2 separate regions of the Callithrix jacchus genome follow, and region 2 is linked to region 1. Evidence: chromatin contacts called from public Hi-C data. All regions are on one chromosome and are shown on one strand. The core of a region is the stretch at or near the end of the contact, and the rest is flanking DNA. Distances in the headings are between cores, read along the strand shown.

Region 1 (6,892 bases), core at 946-3,445:
TGCCACCTCCTCCCGGGCCTGGTAGGGGCTGGGGCTCACGCCTTCCCGCTGTAAGTGCGGGTGGAACTGACTGATGGATGTTCCTCTTCGTAAGTGCCTCCCGGGCTTCTTGGTCGGGGCAGAAGGAGGAAGGCAGGAAATGCTGGCCGATTCCCTTGGGACCTGGGTTGTAGCTCCTTGAGAGCTTTCTAGAGCCTGGTTTACAGACAGGAGTGAGGCTGGGATTTGGGGTGACATGAAAGGGGCAGGGGGCCTAAGGAGAAAGGACAGGAGTGGGATGGTTGAATGGAACCCACAGTAACTCCTAACCATGATGGTGGCCTGGGACCAGGAGGGCTGCAGCAGAGGGCAATCCAGGCCCTCCTCCACCCGCCCCTTGCCCATCTCCCTCTCCCCTTGGTCTCTCTTCCCGAGCTGACCTCACCACTGTACGTCAGTCCTCTCATTCTCTTCCCCACTCTGGGGATCCCTCTAGCTAGACAGACCCAGGGCAGGGAGTAAGGCCAGAAAGATGGGGATACACCCATACCGGGGGCCAGCCAGGAGCCAGGGGGTATGTGGGCCACCCCTGGCCAGGGCATCTGCTCTTAGAATGTCCCACAGGCCTGTCTCTGGGGTCTCCTCAGGCTTTTCAGGGGCACTGCCAGTGCTATGATCGCAAACCTGCTGAGACCCTTCCCAAAGCCTCTCTCCATGCTTCCTGGCTGAGGCTGGGGCCCTGCCTGGCTTTGGAGGAGAAGGCGGGAGCTGGGTGGCCCAGCCTTTTCTTACAGGGCTTTTTCGGTGAGCTAAGGGGGCCCTGGGAGGGACTGTGCTAGGTGAGAACAGGAGACTGGAGGAGCTGGCCGAGCTTTAAGCGGGGGTGGGGGTGGGGGGGGTGGGGAAGAGCGGGGGTACCCTGGCTCAGCAGGAGAGCAGGAGGTGTCCCAGAGGCCAGCTGGGAGAGAGTCCTGGAAGTTCTGTTACTGGGAAGTGCCTCTTCTCCGCAGCTGCGATCCTCACCGTCCTCTAGCCCAGTGCCTCCCTCTCTGCCACCCCTTCAACCCAGGAGCTCAAGGCCAGAGAAAGCCAGGGGCTGCCTCGCAGAAGGATGACCCAGCTCTCCACTGCCCAGCAGGGGGCGCCCCACGGCATCTGCCCCCATCCTTTTAGAGATGAAGCAAAGTGGTCAGGACCTGGTCCAGGCCTCCGGGCCACGGGTGGGGGAGGGCAGACTAGCGTCCCCACCCCCAGAGGTTCCTCGGCTGAGTTTGTTTGCCAGGGTGACCTGTTTAATCATCTCATTTTCTGGTGGCCGTTTATTCCTCGTTTCCACGGTTACGGCCCCATTAAGGGGAGAAGCAATAAGGCTGAGAGTCAAACAGGTAATAAAAACATTAAAACCCCTGTGCACCAAGAGAGGGGGTGGGGAGGGGCGCAGTGAGGTGAGACGGCCTGGGGGCAGCCCAGGTGACAGCCAACCTACCTGTCCTCCAGAGGCCTAAGCAACCCCAAAACCCAGTCCTCGGCTTAGACCTATCCCCAACCCTTGGTCCCCTGGGCACTGTCCCAAGTAAAACAGGAAGGAGAAAGGGGAGAGGGAGTGTGATCCCAGCCCCCCCAGGACAGCCCTCAGCTGCTGGGTGACCCCATTCCAGCCCCTCCTGGTGGTCCCTTGGTAGGGGCGGGGGATGATTTCTGACATTGGTTTGAGCTCTAGAATTTTTTTTCTGCCAACTTTATCAGAAAGCATATTTGTGGTGAGTGCTACTAACAGTGGCAGTCTGGTGAGTAAATATTCCTGGTGTGGATGGCCCTGTGACCTTGAGAGGGAAGAGTGCGGGGATGCAGCCAAGGACATGTAAGGAGAGAAGACGGCCAGGCGGCCATGGGCCCCTGTGCTGGATGGGGGGCCCTTCCTGGCAAGGGGTCAGGTGGGGGCCATGGGGTCAGGTTGGCCCCAGCATACTCTTCCTGGCAGCATGATCCACCTCAGGCCCCAGTGACACCAGCTGGAGGCGGGTGGTATGACTTGCTGCCTACAGGATGGGCCGGCAGCTGCCCCTGTGGGCTCCCTTCCTCGGGTACATGGAAGTTGAAACCAAAGTCAGCCTCTTCCCTGCCCCTCTGAGTCCAGGAACACATTCCTCACTCCCAGCGTCCCCTCCCTGTCCTTCCTGGGAGCTTCCTGGGTATCCCCAGCCTCTCTGCCCTGCCCTCAAGATTTTTGAATGAGTAGAGGAGGGGGGCTTTCTGGAGTGGACAGGGGGAGGCTGGGTGGGGCTCAGGTGGGCATGGCAATGCCAGGCGATGTGTGCCCGGGGGCTGAGGATCAGTGGCTCAGAGAGAAAAGAGCAGCGGTTGCTCCCAGGTCTGGGGTGGGGAGGAGCCTTCCTCCTCTCTGATGCCATGCACCTCACAAACTCTCCGAGGTCTGTCTCTCTGGTTATTAATTTCAAAGTTGATTTCTGACGAGAGAGAGAGAGAGAGAGAGAGAGAGAGAGAGAGAGAGAGAGAGAGAGAGAGAGAAAGAGAAAGAGGAAGGTGTGGGAAATGGGGGAACCCTTTGGCTGGGAAATGCATCTTGGGACTGGGCCTAGATGAGTTAATATTCCGATCAAACAATTAAAAATAGAAAATGCTCCCTCAGCCCCAGCTGCCAAGGCTTTTCAGCAACTGTCACCAGCGGGTTCATGGGGCAGGTGGCACTGGGAAGGAGTTTTTCCACAAACAGCAAATATCAGAGATCACAGTGTGCCCCCCACTTCCCTCCCAGGACTCAGGACAGGTGTTTAGGGCTCCTGGTTCTCCCCAGACTCCCCTTTGGGGCCTAGAGCCAGGGCCTCCTCCCCTGCAGGGCCGCACGGTGAAATCATCGCCAGATGCCTTGTTAATTGCTTTAAGAATCTAACTTAAAATAAGATGAAAACTTATATTCCTGGGTAAGGAGTAATTTCCCATGCAATAGTAAATTAATGGAAGGATTGTGCCAGGGGGCCTGGCTGGGGCCATGCTCATCTGATAAATCCAAGGGTTTCAGGCAAGACAGCTCCCTTCTAGGAGGCTCCCGACCTTTGGGCCAGGTCCCGCGCTGGGGGTTCCTCTTGAGCTCCCCCATGGGTGGCTGAGTTGGGGGGACACATTCCATGTGTGCCTAGGGTCCCTCTCAATGATGGGAACCAGCTTTTCAAAACAGATCGTCTGTTCATCTATTGCCCAGGCTGGAGTGCAGTGGTGTGGTCTCGGCTCACTGCACCCTCCACCTCCCCATTCAACGATTCTCTTGCCTCAGCCTCCTGAGTAGCTGGGATTACAGGCGAGCGTCACCACACTTGGCTGATTTTTGCATTTTTAGTAGAGACAAGGTTTCACCATGTTGACGGGGGATGGGAGAGGCTCAGGGCTGGCCTCCACGGGCATGAGAGGCCTTGTCCTCAGTTCACCCAGGAAAGAGAGGATTTCGGACGCCCGAGAGTGTGGGCCCCAGGAGCAGATGCGAGTTAGACTCCGGGCCGAGTTCCCAGCCCGCAGACCATGGAGTCAGCATCGTGCAGTCTCACAGAAGGGTCAACAACCACCCCAGTTTGCCCAGAACTACAAAGACCCCTGTGTGTGAACCACCTTGGTCCTGGGCAAACCGTGAGGGTTAGTCAGCCCTGTCTGGAGGCAGGAGGATGGGCTAAGTGACATGGGCCCACCCGCAGGGTCCTAGAGAGCCCACGCACCTCCTGAATGGACTATATCTCAGTCCAGGAGGGGGACTTACAGCTGGCTCCACTAAATCCTCTCTGCGATACCAAAACTTGCTCCCAGGCTGCTGTGTTACGCTAGGCACATGTGCTGAGCCCGGCATGCTCATACCACCACCACCCCCAAGGCATGGCAGGGCACTGCTTGGAAGCTTGACGAGGCCTAGAAAAGGGCTTGCAGCTGTGATCACACCCCTTTAACTCCGGGCCTTCTCCCCCGCCCCCCCGGGCTTCTGGAGAGGATACGGAAAGGCAACCCCCCAACAGCCCCTCACTCCCGCACCCCCCTCAGTTTATCAGTGCCTTCCTTCCGAGAGAGCCACACCTAGCCTCCCATCTCTCCTCATCAGTTCCCTCGAAGGAAGACAAGGAGCTGTCCCATTTCCTAAGTGAGGAAGCTGGAGGTCCAGAGATACTGCTGGGTCTGTTCCCAAATGCGAAACGCCAAAGGACGTGGTGCAGGGCCCCCTAGCACAGTACGCAAATGGCAGCATGGGGTGGGGACACACAGGCTTCCAGCCCTGGGCATCTACCGTGCTGCCTGGCCCACATCCCCGGTGTCTCTGGACCCCACATGTACCCCACCTGTAATCTGCAAACACATCCCTGGGCCACAGGGACTCAAGGTCAAATGTAGTTGTTGATGCAAATGAATTTGGAGCTTCCAGGGGAAAGCCTCCCTTTCTAGAGGCATCCGGAGTGTCCATCTCCACGGAAACCAGAGCTCCCATCTGTCTGTCCGCAGGGGAGGGTTGCAGGTGGTTGGAGCACCCTCGACTTGTCTCTGGTGAAATGGAAGTGACGGACTGGACGCAGGGCCCTTCAGGAAGCATGTCTAATGGATTGGGCATTCTCCTAAGAGACAGGTTCACGACGCATGTTCGCTGGATACTTTTCTGTGTAAGCAGAGACTTTGCTGGTTACACAGAAAAGTGGGGATGGAAGATGGGGACCTTTCCCCCTGGTTTGCTGGGAGACCATTCTCAGCTCAGCGGTGGGTATCCCCACTGGCTTTCTTTGCTAGTAGAAGCGATGGGGCTGCCTTGGGAACTCCACAGGAGAAACTCACTGCTTTGCAGCCAGCTGCCCAGGTGGGATTTTAGCCTGGGGGCTGTATTGAGTTTGCCAGGGTCTTTGCTTGGGTGTAATCTGAGAAAAGACCAGCTTCTCTGACAGTGTAGACTGTACTGTGCTTTACGAGGTGGGGAAGATTTGCGCTGCCCTTCCCCCACACCAACCCAGGGAAGGAACGTGGGGCAGTAGGGCTGAGAATTCCTAGTCTAAACAACCCAGGAAAGCAACGCTTAGAGAGCCAAGCCAGAACCCAGATGCTGTGATCGGATTGTAACGGGAAGGGTGGTGGCTTTGGATATTGGCTGTTATGTGGCAGTGGCTGTTGAAGCAGACAGATTGGTGACTTCCAGGCCGCAGAGATCAGAGTGGGCTCTCCGTTATTTGTCTTCTCATGCCCGCAGGGCTGGGGGCCCGAGTGGAACAGCTGGAGTGGATGGACAGGCCTGGACAGCCAGGCATATGAAGCAGGAGATGGCAGTCCCCGGCCCCGCCACTCCAGGTGCACCAGGACTCCAGAGGGCCCTGTGGGGTCCCTTTCCCTGGCCTGCCTGATAGCAAGGGTCACTCTGGGGCTCCTCGGGAGGCCTTCAGATGGAGCCAAAGAGCCCCCAGGCAGGGCCAAGAGCCCAGAGAAGGAGACCGGGATGTTTTCTATTTCCGAGTCCTTTGGGGGCCCAGGGGCAGATTGAGACAGGCTCCTTGCAGGGAAGGTGTTAACAAACAGCAGGTGATTAAACATGACAAGCGGTGACATTTCTGTTCAGGGTTCTCAGTCCCGGCAAAGCCAAGAATGAAGCTATAAACCCTGACATTTTGTGTTATGCACTGAGAGGTTTTTAATAGACCTCGCTCCCTCTTCCCCGCTCAACTTCTCTCCCTCCTTTACTGCCCCTCTCCCTATCCACTGCCCCACTGGAAGCAGCTCTGGCCCCCCAACTTGCCCCGGGGCTCCAGGAGCCTTCCTGGGCCCTCCTGTCCTTCCACAGACCCTCCTCCCTCCGCCCTGCAGGGCTGGGTGCACCCCTGCCCTCTGCCCCGCCTACTCCACCTTGATGTTTCCCGTTGCCCCTTCTCCCCTGTCCCCACGCTCCACCCACTTCCCTCCAGCCGTCACTGCCTCACCCCCTGTTTTTGGGTCCTGATCTCACAGCCTCGCCCTTGGCTGCGGCCATCCCAGTTGTCTGGGGCAGCAGGTGGCTGTCCCTGTGTGTTATGTTTATAACATTTTCAGACAAACTTGAAAGTGGGTGTAGGGGAGGTGGTGGGGCTTGGTATGGGATTTCCCCCCATCTTCTTTTCAATCTCCTTTTCTCGTTTTGGGACAGGGACAGGAGGTGGAGGGAGAGTCGCACTTCACTGCAAACAGTTGCAGGATTTATTCAGAAAGGGGCTGGCCGGCAACAGTTGCTCCTCTCGCTGAGAAATGCTGGAACAACTGGGGCCTCGTTTGTTCTCTGGCAGAGCCCCGTGAAGGGCGTTTGGAGGTGAGCCTGGGGCTCAAGAGGGCAGGAGACCCAAGAGAGGAGGCTTCCACTCAGTCCCACCCAGGGAGTCCCCACCCTCTAAGACAGGAAAGGTTCCTGGAGCCCTGAGGGGCTCAGTCCAGAAGCCAGGCCATGTCCCTGGGGCCCAGCACTGCCCCAACGAACTCAAGAAGCACTGGATTTTCCGCATTCACTCAATAAATATTTGTTGGGCCAGACACTGCACTGAAACAGTGGTCTCATCCCAGGGATCTTGTAATCTGGCCAGGCAGAGGGCTAGTTAAACAAGTTACTACGAAAGTGTTAAGACTAGGACAAGGTGCGTGATGACAGAGGGAGAGGACAGTCCCAAGAGGCTGCCCAGAGAAAGTGCAATGTCAGCTGGACCCATGAAAGCTGTGTAGGAGGAGAGGTGGCCAGGGCCTGAGTTGAAGGAGCAGTTTTTGCCGCTAAGGGGCAGCATGCAGAAAGAGGCGGGTACTGCCCCAGGTGGGCTGGCTGGCAGGTGGAGTAGGGTCCAGGCTGTGCCCTTTGACCTCTGAGTAACTGACCCCCATACATGCCCTTGCATCCACCCTTCCACCACCTCGACCCACCTGGGCCAAG
Region 2 (7,779 bases), core at 2,871-5,370, 170 kb before region 1:
GGGCTTGAAAAACCCCCTTCCTCCTCCAATTCCTGCTGTCCCACCCTAGAGTGCACGCTGCTCCCCTCTTTTCTGGGGCCAGAGATAGCTCTCAAAGAGAAGGAGAAGCGGGGAGCAGGGACTTTGCACTGGGCACTCAGATCCTGGTCCTGCCTCCTACAAGCGTGTGACATCAAACAAGCCCCGAACCTCTCTGAGCCTCAGTTTCCTCATCTTTAAGTCTTGTCTTTTTTTTGACAGGGTCTTGCTCCGTTGCCCGGGCTGGAGTGCAGTGGAGCGATCTCCGCTCACTGCAGCCTCCCCTTCCTGGGCTCAGGCGATCCACCTCACCCTCCAAGTGGCTAAGAGCACAGATGAGCACCACCACATCCGGCATTTTTTGTTTTGTTTTGTTTTTGAGGCGGAGTTTTATTCTTGTTGCCCAGGCTGGAGTGCAATGGCGCAATCTTGGCTCACAGCAACCTCTGCCTCCTGGATTCAAGCGATTCTCCTGACTCGGCCTCTCGAGTAGCTGGGATTAGAGGTGTGCACCACCATGCTTGGCTAATTTTGTATTTTTAGTAGAAACAGGGTTTCACTGTGTTGGTCAGGCTGGTCTTGAGCTCCCAACCTCAGGTGATCTGCCTGCCTCGGCCTCCCAAAGTGCTGGGATTACAGGTGTGAGCCACCATGCCCAGCCTTTCTTTCGGTAATTTTTGCAGAGACAGGATTTCACTATGTTGCCCAGGCTAGTGTTGAATTCCTGGACTCAAGCCATTCACCCATCTCGGCCTCTCAAAGTGCTAGGATTATAGGCTTGAGCCGCTGTGACTGGCCAAAGGTTTTTTTCTTTTTTTAAGATGAAGTCTTGCTCTGTTGCCCAGGCTGGAGTGCAATGGTGCAATCTTGGCTCACTGCAACCTCTGCCTCCTGGGTTCAAACAGTTCTCCTGCCTCAGCCTCTCGAGTAGCTGGGATTATAGGTGCACACCACCATGCCCAGTTAGCTTTTGCATTTTTAATACAGATGGGGTTTCACCATGTTGGTCAGGCTGGTCTTGAACTCCTGACCTCAGGTGATCCACCCACCTCAGCCTCCCAAAGTGCTGGGATTATAGGCATGAGCCACTGTGCCCAGCCAGAAGTCTTTTTTACTCGAACCTGCCTCTAACTTGTTCTGTGCTTTAAAAGTGATAATACACAGAAGCAAATTTCAGAGCAGTTGGTACAGATAGGTCTTCAGCGAGTCACGATGGCTGAAGTTTTTATGACTATTGAACCAAGGTGGGTCTGCGCACAATCCGATGGGCTGGGGTGTGGGACTTCTGGCTTCCTACTGGAGGGGAAATGCTTCCAGGATGGAGGGAGGGTCTTGAGGCACCAATGTCCCTTCCTCGGAGTCATCTTCTGCCACCTCCCATCCGAGGAGTCTCCTTCTCCCTCTCCCGCTCCCTTCGCCCTGCCTCATGCTCCTGCCTCTTTCACTAATTCCAGCTTGTGATGAGATAGTTTTTGTCTTGCTTATTGTCTGCACCTCTCTCCAGACTGTGGGTTTATTAGGGGGCCTGAAAAAGGCCTTGTACTTAGTAGGTGCTCAACACAAATGTTCCCAGTGATTACGTGATTGATTTATGTCCACACAGAAAAGTGAGGGGCTAGGGCATGTGGATTAGAATTCAGGCAGGGGTGGTCTCCTGGACCCACCTTACCTCTGTCTTGGACCTCAGGAATGATGCCTGCCACTTGCCAGCCCCGCCCTCCCCAGGGTCGAATGCCCATCCTGTCTCTGGCATGGAGCTTTCCTGCCTCCCTATGGATTCAGGGCTGATGGGGAGCTGTGATGGCCCCAGGGCATGGGTATGGGATGGAGGGTGCTTTCCAGGCCGCTGTCCCCAGTGTCCTCTCCCAGGCACTTCCCTGTTGAGCTGTACTAGGCTGCGTCAGGCACCTGAGGCCCACCACCGCCTGGCAGCTGCCCTGGGACAGCTCAGCTATTCCTTCTAAGGGTCTTATCAGAGTTACACCCCTTCCCCTTGACCAGGGAGCCAGAACCTGGCGTTTTCTGCTGGTTTTGAGGGGCCTCGTCCTCCTGGAGAGTGAATTATAGTGGCCGAGGATGATGATGAAGAAACTTTGGTGATGCCCCCTCCTACAGCCCTGGTACCACTGCTGTGGCCCACTTAGCACCAGGTCACCCAGATCTCAACCCCATGGCCTCACTGGCTCCAGTGCCAAGGAGAAGCAAGAGGCTGGCAGTCGGCTCTGTCTCATGCCAGGAAGTCTCGAGCTGGTCCAGTCTGTGTCCCCAGTGTGGGTTCTCCATGGGCCCATGCCACCCACCAGGCCCAGAGTGAGGGCCAGGCTGAAACCAGGAGCTCCTCTCAGAAATTCTGAGCAGTGCGGCTGAGGGAGAAAATAGATCTGATCACGCTGATGCCAGGTGTTGGGACTTCCAGTGACGGAGGCCATGTGCTGGGGGCCGGGGGGGGGGGTTGTCTGTGACAGAGACAGAGCCGAAGAGCAAGGAAGAGAGTCAAGGAGGGGAGAGACAGAAAGAGGTAGACACCAAGGCAGGAAGCAGATGAAGAGAAAGAAAGAGACAGAAAGAGGTAGCAATTTATCTAACAAAAGATGGAGAGAGAGACGGAGACAGAGAGCAAAGAGAAAGGAGAAAATGGGAGGGAAAGAGATGATAAGAGAGTCTCTCAGAGACAGAGACACACAGAGGGATATTGAAGCACAGAAGCAGGATGGCAGGCCAGGAGCCTCCGCCCTGGGATGGGAACGCAGGAGGTGGAGGCAACTGGAATCTGGCGTGTCCCTTCGTGTCAGCTCTGGGACAGTTCCTGCACAGGACACGCTGCTAGGCTCAGAGTTGTTAGGTGAATTGGATGGAAAATTGGAAAGTGGGGTGCAGGCCCTTTCCATCAGGAGAAGGAGCAGCTTCCTCATGTGACTGAATGCATGTGTCTGTGATCACGTGGGTGGCGCGTGGAAGAGAGCAGGGCCCAGTTCCCCCTCAGCTGTCAGGACTTTGTGTGCAGGCAGCCCTGCCTGGTGGGCTGCAGGGCTGGGGTGGTGTCTGGTAAGGGGCGGCCAGACACACGCCCTCAGTAGGGGAGGCCAGCGAGCTGTCAGCAGCCCAGGGCCAGGCGGGCAGTGAAAGTGAGCCATGGCAGGCCGCTTCTTCTTGCCGCTGTTCACTTGACACTCTCTAACCCAGAAGCCACCTGTTCAGCCATCAGTCACCGAAGGAAAATACAGCTTTCCTGAAACTGGGAATCAGACAGAGAGTCCCAGGAGAGGGTGAGCAGGGGGAAATGTCCGCTCTCTGACACTTCCACAGGGCCCTGGGCCCCCTCCTGGGCAGGCTGGAGGCCCGAGTCTGCCATTGAGAGCTATAAAAAAAAATACACTCCCAATCTGGCACCATCCTGGTACATTTAGGGGGATTTGAGTGGCAGTGAGGGCCCCAGCAGAAATGTCCACCTCGGGGGTGATGAAGGACCAGCTCGTGCTGGGGTAGTACAGCAAATACTGTGCCCTGGAGGAGCTGCTGTGTGAACCGAGTGTCCCTGGGTGGGGATGGGGCAAGGGCTGGCGTGGGGTGGGGGTGTCACTGGAGCTGGGCTGGCGTTTGGGGGGCAGGCAGGGTGGTGGCTGGGGCCGGGGAGGGCCCTGGCTTGGAGGCAGGCCTGGGGCTCTGCCCGGCAGCAGCGCGTTGGCCAGCAGAGGCCCTGCTGTGCCCCGCCATGCCCCGCCTCAGATGGCTTGTTAATTTCATCGTGTAGCCCGTTTATGGTGTTCCCAGTTGCTGTTGCTTTTATAAACAAGCATTTTGGTGACCTTCCCCTCCGGACATCAGCTCCGCAAGAATCCCGAGCCCTGAACATTTATAAATAAGCCTTCTCTCAAGTTCCACAACAGGTGTGACCTCCCCCCCGCCCCCCTCCCCTGTCCTGTCCGAAAACTGAACAGTTTCAACAAGCAAAGGGAAGCCGCCCAGGCTGTCTTAAAGGGGTCGAGTGGAGGCCACCGTGCACTCGACAGTGAGGGGGCTGACTCTCTTCCTTCTCCTCCCCCAGGCTGGGGGGTCCAGGGGAGAGTGCCAGCCTGGAGGGCAGTAGACCCCTGACCCCGCTTCTCCCAAACACTCCACCCCAGAGGCTACAGACTGAGAGGGTTCCTTGGCCTCAGAGTGTATCTGAGTAAGACCTCCCCTCCCAAGAGAGGCCTTCTCAAGCCCCCAACCCCATTCCCCTCCACAGTCAGTTTCCCACTGCCTGCCGACCTTGGCTCCACCCTGGTGAGCAGAGGCTTTCTGTCTCTTCTTCCCTGCCAAAAGCTCTCAGATTCATGATTTGCGACATTTCATACACATTTATTTAACAAGCATTCATTTGTTCAACAAATATTTCTTGAGCTCCTCCACTGAGTCAGGCACTGCCAGGGATAGAAAGGCAAAGGAAACCCAGCCCTGCCCCCAAGGAGCTCACCCTCTAGTGGGACAGACAGACAAGTAGCAAGACATGTGAACCGCAGGTGCCCTGGCTCCTGACAAAGGGCTTTCAGCCCAGACTTGGGGGTCGAAACCCTTCCTGGGAGGGCCGACTCTTGAGTTCAGTCATCACTACGGAGGTGATGAGGGGAAGCACATTCCAGGCCAAGGAAACTGATGGGGCAGAGCACAGAGGCAAACAGTCTGTGGGGAATTACAATCATCCTGCCGGAGCGGTAGGTAAGGAAGGACTTCAGAGTTCTGCCATCCCCATCCCTATCCCATCAGCAGTGCTCATCTTCAATCAGAAATCCCAGAGAGCAGGGATCTTCCTCATGATAACTGGCCCCCAGGGGAAAATAAACTATAAAGGTCCTTTCATATTGGTCATGTAAGAGGACAAGATGGTGTTGAAGGGTGATGAAGGTGGTGATGTTGATGACTGAGAAAGATGAGGAAGAATGGGAGGGTGATGATGATGGTGGTGATGATGGAATTGAAGATGGTAGTTGTCTCAGGTGAGCAGTGACTATCTGAGGCTGGTATCACAAGGGTGGTAAGAAGACTTTGCCAAGACAATTGTAGGTAAAGAAAGGCAGATATATTAGAGAAGTTATGCAAATATGTTGCAAGGGTGCAGTGGGCAGACCAGCAAGGGAGGATAACATGGTTAGGCTTTGTGTCCCCACCCAAATCTCATCTTGAATTGTAATCCCCAGGTGTTGAGGGGGATCCCTGGTGGGAGGTGATTGCATCATGGGGCAGTTTCCCCCACTCTGTTCTCATGATAGTGAGTGAGTGCTCAGAAGGAAGATCTCATGATTTTATAAGTATTTGGAAGTTCCTCCTTCATTCACTTGGCTCTCTCCTGACGTCTTGGGAAGAAGCTGCCTGCTTCTCCTTCTGCCACAACTGTAAGTTTCCTGAGGCCGCTTCAGCCACGTGGAACGTGAGTCAATTACACCTCTTTCCTTTATAAATTACCCATTTCAGGTATTTCTTTATAGCAGTTTGAGAACAAACTAATACAGAGGAGCTGACTGCAAGGAGACAAAGCTCGCTGGGGATTTTTTTTTTTTTTTTAAATGAAGTCTCGCTCTTGTTGCCCAGGCTGGAGTGCAATGGCATGATCTCGGCTCACTGCAACCTCCATCTCCTGGGTTCAATAGATTATCCTGTTTCAGCCTCCTGAGTAGCTGAGATTACTGCACCTGCCATCACGCCCAGCTAAGTTTTGTACTTTTAGTAGAGGCAGGGTTTCACCATGTTGGCCAGGTTGGTCCCGAACTCCTGACCTCAGGATATCCACCTGCCTCAGCCTCCCAAAGTGGTGGGATTATAGGCATAAGCCACTGTGCCCAGCCTGCTGGGGATTTTATAGGATGGTACTTGTGCTGTGTGCTGAAGAGGACTTTGTGCAGTACTTGATAATGCCACGGTTGCAGTGAGCTAACTTGCAGGTGTCTGGTGAGAAGTTGGGCTGAGGAGGGCTACATGTCCTGGACCATGAAGAAAGGCAGACTTAGAGCTTATCTGTTTTTTCTTTCTGCTTTCCCCTGCTCCCACCAGCCTGACTCCTTTCCCCTAATTAGGACCCCACAATAGTGGCAGATGGTCATGTGGATGTTGATCAGGATAGTTAGTAGTAGTGGGGATTATGATGGTAACAGTGGTGGTCATTCGATCAGAAATCCCAGAGAGCAGGGATCTTCCTCATGATAACTGGCCCCCAGGGGAAAATAAACTATAAAGGTCCTTTCATATTGGTCATGTAAGAGGACAAGATGGTGTTGAAGGGTGATGAAGGTGGTGATGTTGATGACTGAGAAAGATGAGGAAGAATGGGAGGGTGATGTGGTGGTGATGGTGGTGATGGGGATGGTGATGGTGGTGGTGATGGTGGTGATGGGGATGGTGATGGTGGTGGTGATGGGGATGGTGGTGGTGATGGTGGTGGTGATGGGGGTGGTGATGTGGTGGTGATGGTGGTGATGGGGATGGTGATGGTGGTGGTGATGGGGATGGTGATGGTGGTGGTGATGGGGATGGTGATGATGGTGGTGATGGGGGTGGTGATGTGGTGGTGATGGTGGTGATGGGGATGGTGATGGGGTGGTGATGGTGGTGATGGGGGTGGTGATGGTGATGGTTATGGGGTGGTGATGGTGGTGGTGATGGGGTGGTGATGGTGATGGTGATGGTGGTGGTGATGATGGTGGTGATGGGGATGGTGATGGTGGTGATGATGGTGGTGATGGTGGTGGTAATGGGGGTGGTGATGGTGGTAGTGATGGTGGTGGTGATGGGGATGGTGATGTGGTGGTGATGGTGGTGATGGGGATGGTGATGGTGGTGATGATGGTGGTGATGGTGGTGGTAATGGGGGTGGTGATGGTGGTGGTGATGGGGGTGGTGATGATGGTGGTGATGGTGGTAGTGATGGTGGTGGTGTTGGGGGTGGTGATGATGGTTGTGATGGTGGTAGTGATGGTGGTGGTGATGGGGGTGGTGATGATGGTGGTGATGATGGTGGTGATGGGGATGGTGATGTGGTGGTGATGGTGGTGATGGGGATGGTGATGGTGGTGATGATGGTGGTGATGGTGGTGGTAATGGGGGTGGTGATGGTGGTAGTGATGGTGGTGGTGATGATGGTGGTGATGGGGTGGTGATGTGGTGGTGATGGTGGTGATGGGGATGTGGTGATTGTGGTGGTGATGGGGATGGTGATGATGGTGGTGATGGGGGTGGTGATGTGGTGGTGGTGGTGGTGATGGGGATGGTGATGATGGTGGTGATGGGGATGGTGATGATGGTGGTGATGGGGGTGGTGATGGTGATGGTGATAGGGGTGGTGATGGTGGTGGTGATGGGGTGGTGATGATGGTGGTGATGGTGATGGTGATGATGGTGGTGATGGGGGTGGTGATGATGGTGGTGATGGTGGTGGTGGTGGTGATGGTGATAGTGATGGTGGTGATGGTGGTGGTGATGATGATGGTGATGGGGGTGGTGATGTGGGTGGTGATGGTGGTGGTGATGGTGGTGGTGATGGGGTTGGTGATGATGGTGGTGATGGTGGTGGTGATGATGGTGGTGATGGGGTGGTGATGATGGTGGTGATGGTGGTGATGGTGGTAGTGATGGTGGTGATGGTGGTGGTGATGGTGGTGGTAATGGGGGTGGTGATGGTGGTAGTGATGGTGGTGGTGATGGGGTGGTGATGATGGTGGTGATGGTGGTGGTGATGATGGTGGTGATGGGGGTGGTAATGTGGTGGTGATGGTGGTGGTGATGGGGTGG

What was found. Hi-C and Micro-C count contacts between places; a contact is called where the count stands out from the background.
Region 2: a contact with region 1 is called in a Hi-C map of skeletal muscle, with 5 times the contacts expected there. The contact joins two enhancer-like sites. A contact is called at or near these places in 2 of 3 Hi-C or Micro-C datasets (both in skeletal muscle).

The regions. Positions count from the first base shown.
Region 1 is chr7:48,560,599-48,567,490 of calJac240_pri, reverse strand. All of the region lies in intron 4 of CASZ1 (castor zinc finger 1), which reads left to right. Among named protein-coding and RNA genes, the nearest start is that of CASZ1, 120 kb to the left of the region's middle. Within about 2 kb of position 2,195, at least 3 of the 16 cell types and tissues checked have an H3K27ac peak or open chromatin away from gene starts, as enhancers often do. A contact at or near this core is called in skeletal muscle, where this site is marked.
Region 2 is chr7:48,735,737-48,743,515 of calJac240_pri, reverse strand. No RefSeq gene overlaps it. Among named protein-coding and RNA genes, the nearest start is that of CASZ1, 60 kb to the right of the region's middle. Within about 2 kb of position 4,120, at least 1 of the 16 cell types and tissues checked has an H3K27ac peak or open chromatin away from gene starts, as enhancers often do. A contact at or near this core is called in skeletal muscle, where this site is marked.